Regions from separate parts of the Mus musculus genome. Here region 1 is linked to region 2. Evidence: chromatin contacts called from public Hi-C data. All regions are on one chromosome and are shown on one strand. Each heading gives the region's core, a stretch centred on a gene start, on an enhancer-like site or on the middle of the called end of the contact. The rest is flanking DNA. Distances are from core to core; before and after follow the strand shown. Region 1 holds the start of Nup210 (nucleoporin 210). Region 2 has its middle 74 kb from the start of Fbln2.

The links. A called contact is a pair of places that touch in the nucleus more often than the background predicts.
Region 1: a contact with region 2 is called in a Hi-C map of muscle stem cells, with 2.2 times the contacts expected there. The contact joins the promoter of Nup210 here to the enhancer-like site in region 2. A contact is called at or near these places in 1 of 484 Hi-C or Micro-C datasets (muscle stem cells), 5 of 115 datasets of contacts at active chromatin or transcription factors (T-cell acute lymphoblastic leukemia, embryonic forebrain, embryonic stem cells and 1 more) and 2 of 9 other capture datasets (adipose tissue and pancreatic islet).

What each region holds. Positions count from the first base shown.
Region 1 is chr6:91,115,385-91,118,084 of GRCm38.p6, forward strand. Nup210 (nucleoporin 210) reads right to left here and starts at 1,442. Exons shown (of 40, transcript NM_018815.2): 1 at 1,234-1,442. The coding sequence starts at 1,400. Gm30364 (a long non-coding RNA gene) reads left to right here and starts at 1,837. Exons shown (of 4, transcript XR_003956467.1): 1 at 1,837-2,700.
Region 2 is chr6:91,285,458-91,288,157 of GRCm38.p6, forward strand. No RefSeq gene overlaps it. Among named protein-coding and RNA genes, the nearest start is that of Fbln2, 74 kb to the left of the region's middle. Within about 2 kb of position 1,359, at least 49 of the 459 cell types and tissues checked have an H3K27ac peak or open chromatin away from gene starts, as enhancers often do. A contact at or near this core is called in embryonic forebrain, muscle stem cells and pancreatic cancer cells, where this site is marked.

The sequences.
Region 1 (2,700 bases), core at 192-2,691, 170 kb before region 2:
ATGGAGTGAGCATGTATCCCTCCAGAGTATTAACAGCTGACCTCCTCACTCAAAACAAAGCCCCAGAGAAGAATAAACACTTCCCCTTGGGTAAAGCATTTACTCCAAACTGCAATGGAAAGACTCTGCCTCTTCATACTCCAGAGGCCAACCTAAAGACACTCCAGACTGACCTCAAAGCGGCACTACTGCCTCAGCCTCCCTAGTGAAGTAATTATAGAGGTACAGTGCCACCCCCTATGAGGCAGACTTTTAAAACAAATTAAATTTGAGAACTACATATAGCAGAATGTGGCTCTGAGCTCTGGGCATCATATAGAACATTAACACACACACACCTAGCTAGTTAAGCCTTAGCCTAGATCAGTGGTTCTCAACCTTCCTAATGCTGTAAGCCTTTACTACAATTCCTCTGTTGTTGAACTGTACTAAAACCATAAAATTATTTTGTTGTTACTTCATAACTGTAATGTTGCTACTGTTGGAATCATAATGTGAATATCTGACAGGAGGCCCCAAACTGGGTTTTAACCCACAGGTTGAGAACCAATGACCTAAACACATTCTTAAGGAGGCTGGCAGCAAAATGTAGCCTGAGAGAAGGAAGGGACTATGTCGCACTAGTGAGGGTGTGGGTCAAGGGTGTGACCTGATCACACCCTACTCAGCCTGCACCCAGCAACGAGAAGTTCTCCCTTCATCTGCCTAGCCAAAGGCTGGACCGCAACACCCTGCTGGAAGCCAGGTCATCAAGGCAGACCCTACTCCACCAGCATCTAATTCCTTTGCCTCCCACTTCTGAGCTGGAAAATGGTCCTTTCATCCAAGATTTAATGACTCTCCCTAAGTGGCTTAACGGGTGTGGTGTGTCTCCCACAGACTCCTTGCCCAGGTCTCTACAGACACTCTTCTCACACCAGTCAGGCGCCAGGGGTGAGTCCCACCTCCCCCGTCTCCCACAGACTCCAGAGCGTGGCTGCTCAAGCTGGAGCTCCTCAGGGCCCTGACAGCTGGGGACCGAGGCCACGTGCGGCGCTGCCCTCCATGGCCCGCGATCACAGCCTCCTCTTCCCGCGCAGCCCAGACGCGAGTGGCCCAGGCGCCATGCGCAGAGAGAGAGCGCGCGCGCCGCGGGGTCACGCGGGGCCGGCTGGAGCGAGCACGCCACGCACCTGCGGCCCAAGCCCCCTCCCGCGCGCACCTGCCGCCTCCCGCCGGGCCCGCGCGCCTCACCAGCGGTAGCAGCCCTCAGAAGCTTCCAGAGTGAAGTTCACGCGCGTGGCCCGCGTGAAGGGCAGCAGCACCTTGGGAATGTTAAGCTTGGCGGCCGCGGCGGGACCCACTACCTGCAGCAACAGCAGCGCCCAGAGCGCCGGCTGCACTAGTGAGGCCCGCGCCATCCTCCCGGCCTCGCTAGCGCCCGGGCGCGCGCTCCCGCGCCCTCCACCGGCGCGCGCTGGGTAGCAGGTGGCCGCGTGGGGCGGGGCGAGCGCAGTGATGGGCGGGACCGGCGGGAAAGCGGAGAGCACGCGCCTGGTGCTGAGCCCCTAGAGCGCGCCGAATCCTGCGAGCTTTTTCAGCCCCGGAGCCCGTAGCGCGTGGCCTAAGGCCTCTGCCGCGCGCCCGTCTCTGGTGGCAGCCTTCCAGCAGGCTCGCTCTTGTTCATTCCGCCTTGTCTGGAGCCTCTGGCGGTGGAGCCAGGACATAGCACTAAGACAGGCGCCCTAGGACAGTGTGGAGCGCTCACTGATTAACACCCCCCCCCCCGCCCCCTTTCCAAAGCCACACTTCCCCAGGGGCCAAGAAGGTCTTGAGATATTCCGGGATCAATCCATCAGCAGGACAACACTGGGAACTTCCTGTTAAACAGCCCCATGGATGCTCCAAGGGAAATATCCGAAAGGTTAGTGAGGGAACAACACGTCCCTGAAAGTAGACGGTGCAACCTGACTTCAGCTGCACTAGGACCTGGATCGACCAGCGGGATCTGGAAGAAAAGTGACAGGCTGATGTCATGCATAAACAAAGACTTGAAGCTGAATTTCAGGCCGGCTGGGGAAGCCTCCTGGAGGAGAAACTCTCTGGAATGGATACTAAGGTCTCGCTGGGTTTCTGAGAGGCCACCATTCCTAGTCTATGTAGTTTTTGTTTGTCAGTTTGACACCAACTAGTGTCTTCTGGGGAGAGCAGCCTTAATTGGGAAAATACCCCCATCAGATTGGCCTGTAGACCTGTTTATGGAGCATTTTCTTAACTGATGATTGATGAGGGAGGGCCCAGATCACTGTGGGCTGTGCCACCTCTGTAAAGGAGGTTCTGAAGTGTTAAGAGAGCAAGCTGAGCAAACCATACGGAACAAGCCAGTAAGTTGTCTTCCTCCGTGGCGCTGGCTTCAGGTCCTGCCCTGGTTGAGTGCCTGGCTTCCCTCAATGATCCAGTGTGGCTGGGATAAGGAAGCCGAATAAACCCTTTCCTTCCTAACTCGCTTTTGCCTTGGGACATTTGGATACAAGGAGGGACATTTGGAGGGCACCCTCAGGCCCTAAGGACCCTGGACCAGGAATGGGGGTGAGAGGAGCTACCCAGAAGAGGACAAGTCTTCCAGGCTGGGTACCACGTGCTACAGGAGGAGGGAAAGTTCCACCATCCTCTTCCAGGAAATAAAAGAAAAGCAACGCTCCTCCAGGGTGTCTGTGCAAA
Region 2 (2,700 bases), core at 109-2,608:
ATGCCGGGACTCTCAGGAAGAGCCCGGACTCCAGCGGCAGGTGGCGAAGCTCAGCTGCTGAGTGCCAGTCCCTAGCGTGGCCAGCCGCCTTTGGCCAGTGCAGCTAGGGCGTGCGCCAAAGCCACCGCCGCTGAGGATGTTGGACGCCACCAGGAGGCGCTGCGAGCGTCGCGGATCGTCAGTGCGTGTGTCCGAGCGGTGGCTCTGGCAGAAAGCTATCCAGGCGCAGGGGCGCTAGGCGCTGGTCCGCGGAAAGCCGAGGCGCAGGTCCTAGAACTTTCTACCCGGAGATCACACACTCTGAGCCCTGCTGATTGCAGGTCTCTGCTCCAGATCGCAGGGCTGGTGCGCTAAGGGTTTCAGTAGAGAGCAGGGCTTAGACACTGCAGCCCACGGCCCTGTCCTGTCCCGCAGAATTCAGATCTCCGTTCTGCCTTTTCCCATCTGTGAGACATAGGCAAGTTCCTAGACTTCTTGGTGTCTGATTTTCCTGCCTTGTGAGATGAGATTGCTGCGAGTAGCGGGTTCACCGGGTTGCGACAGGAAACCTGGATCACTCCCAGATGTACACATGTTCCTGCCCATCACAGCACGGTTGACTAGTAGGTTGGGCGATGCGGGGCCTCAGCAGTGGAGACACAGAGAAGCAAGTCGCTGAGCACTGTGTCCTGGCAGGTGCTCGTGAGGACCAGACGGCATTTAGACTAAACTTTTCTCCTCCTGGCGAGACAAGAACAATGAGAGGCTCCCCCAGGTTGATTTGGGAGGCAAATTCAGTGCCAGACCACCCTCTTCCTCCCAGCAGAGACCGTCGCCCTTGGTCGTTGTGCTCTCGGTTGTCCTCCCGCGTCATACAGTCTACGCCCCTCGGAGGCTGCCCACTGGTGTGCAGACTGTAGTGGACAGCATCCCGCAGCGGGCGAATGCTTATAGTGCGGGGCTTGTTGCCTGACACATTAGAGGGCCTGCAGCCGAATCAGCTCAAGTTCGCTGACTAGAGGCATGTAGGGTGATGAAGAGGGCCCATTCCAAGCCTCTACCGCGAAGTACCTAGGCCAGGTTCACTTCTGCACAGGGACAATCAATACATCCACATCATGGCTAATGGGTAGGGCTGGGGGACGCTGTTGGAAAGAGATAAAGTCAGGGAAGACTGTCCTAGACAGATCTGCTAGGACAAAGAGTAGGAAGTGGCTTGCCTACAGGGAGTCAGTGGAAACTGAGAAGGACTCCAGGGCGGGGCTGTGCTCTCTCTCTTTACCCATACACTCTTGCCTTCTGACCACGTCTGTTCTGTTCGCGCAAATTTTTAGAGGCTCGAAGCCCCGTCAACCTTTCTGACCACACGAGGGCAGCAGAACGCAGCTGTGAGGAGGGACAGGTGGCACGCCCAGTAGGGGGCTCTTCCAGAAGGCAGGCTGAACTCCTCAGGGCTCCCTTCCAGTTCCTCTGTGCTCACGCTTGGGTCTGTACTCCCCCAAACCCGAGGTACAGCTCTCCGAACCTCGGTGCCTCCTCTTGGGAAATGGGAGCAATCAGATTTTCATCTTCGGGAACGGATTACTGAGTGCTTTAGTAGATTTGCTGTAAGGCTGTGGAAAACTCACCCACCCTGAGTCTGCTTCCCCGAGTGAAAAGGAGGAATGAGAATGGACCCATAATGTGGGATTTGGGGGCAAGATAAATGACTCAATGAGCAATGCCTTCCAGGTACCCAGTACGCTAAATTGTAGTTCTTGACAATTACAATTTGTGACTTGGGGCTGAGAGTGGAAAGAGACCCCCGTGTTCAGGTGTTCACGCCAAAAGCTTTCCAGGAGGAATGATTTATTCATTAGGGAAGAGGTGGTCAAGATCCTTTGGGACTGTCCATTTGACAGAAGGGACACTGGGGACCAGAGAGGCTGGCAGAGCCAGGCCTGGGATTCCCACCTGATTCCTGAAGGTCAGTTATCCTGCCTGGTTGCAGGACCTTTCCTTGATGGAGGGTTCTCAGGTTGTCCCTTGTTCTTGTTACTGAAGGCCCCTGAGTTAAGCTGTGAGAGAGGAGAGAGCTTCGAGTGCCCAGTCCTTGGAGGGGCATCCTCTTGGGGGCTTATGAGAACTTCTCATGGGAGCCAATTCTTTCAAGGTCCAGGACACTGATGTTTGTGGTGGGTGGGTGAGTCCAGAGGGTTGTAGTCCTATGGTGGGCAAGGGGTGTAGTGGGGGAGGGGTGTAGTGGGGGAGGGGTGCCCGCTTCTCCCTAGGAGTGAACCCCAGCTGTACATTTTGTGGAAGTATGTTCCTCTCTCCCCTCAAGCCCTTGAGCAATGCCCACAGCAGGATTGGAATAATCACCCTGAGGCTTGGACACCCCCTCCCTCTCCAGGGTTGCTTTCCTTGTGGTGAAGGTGCTACTTACAGTGAAAACAGCCATTGAAGCAAAACGCAAAAATAATGTCAGTTTCCACTTTTGACAAAAATGGGAAGGCAGGTGGCTTCTTGTCTGCGATAAGCGCATCTGCTTCTGCAGTAATTACTATCTGAGATAATTATGAAAAAGAATTTAAATACTCAGGGCATGCGCGGGGCCAGGACGGCGTTCTTTCTCCTTAGTCCTAATCTCTTCTGCAAGTCGGAGTCTTGTCCCGACCGACCAGGACAGCACTGGGCGGGCCGAGGTGCAGGGGTGGGATGGAGGAAGGGCCAGGCTGGGCA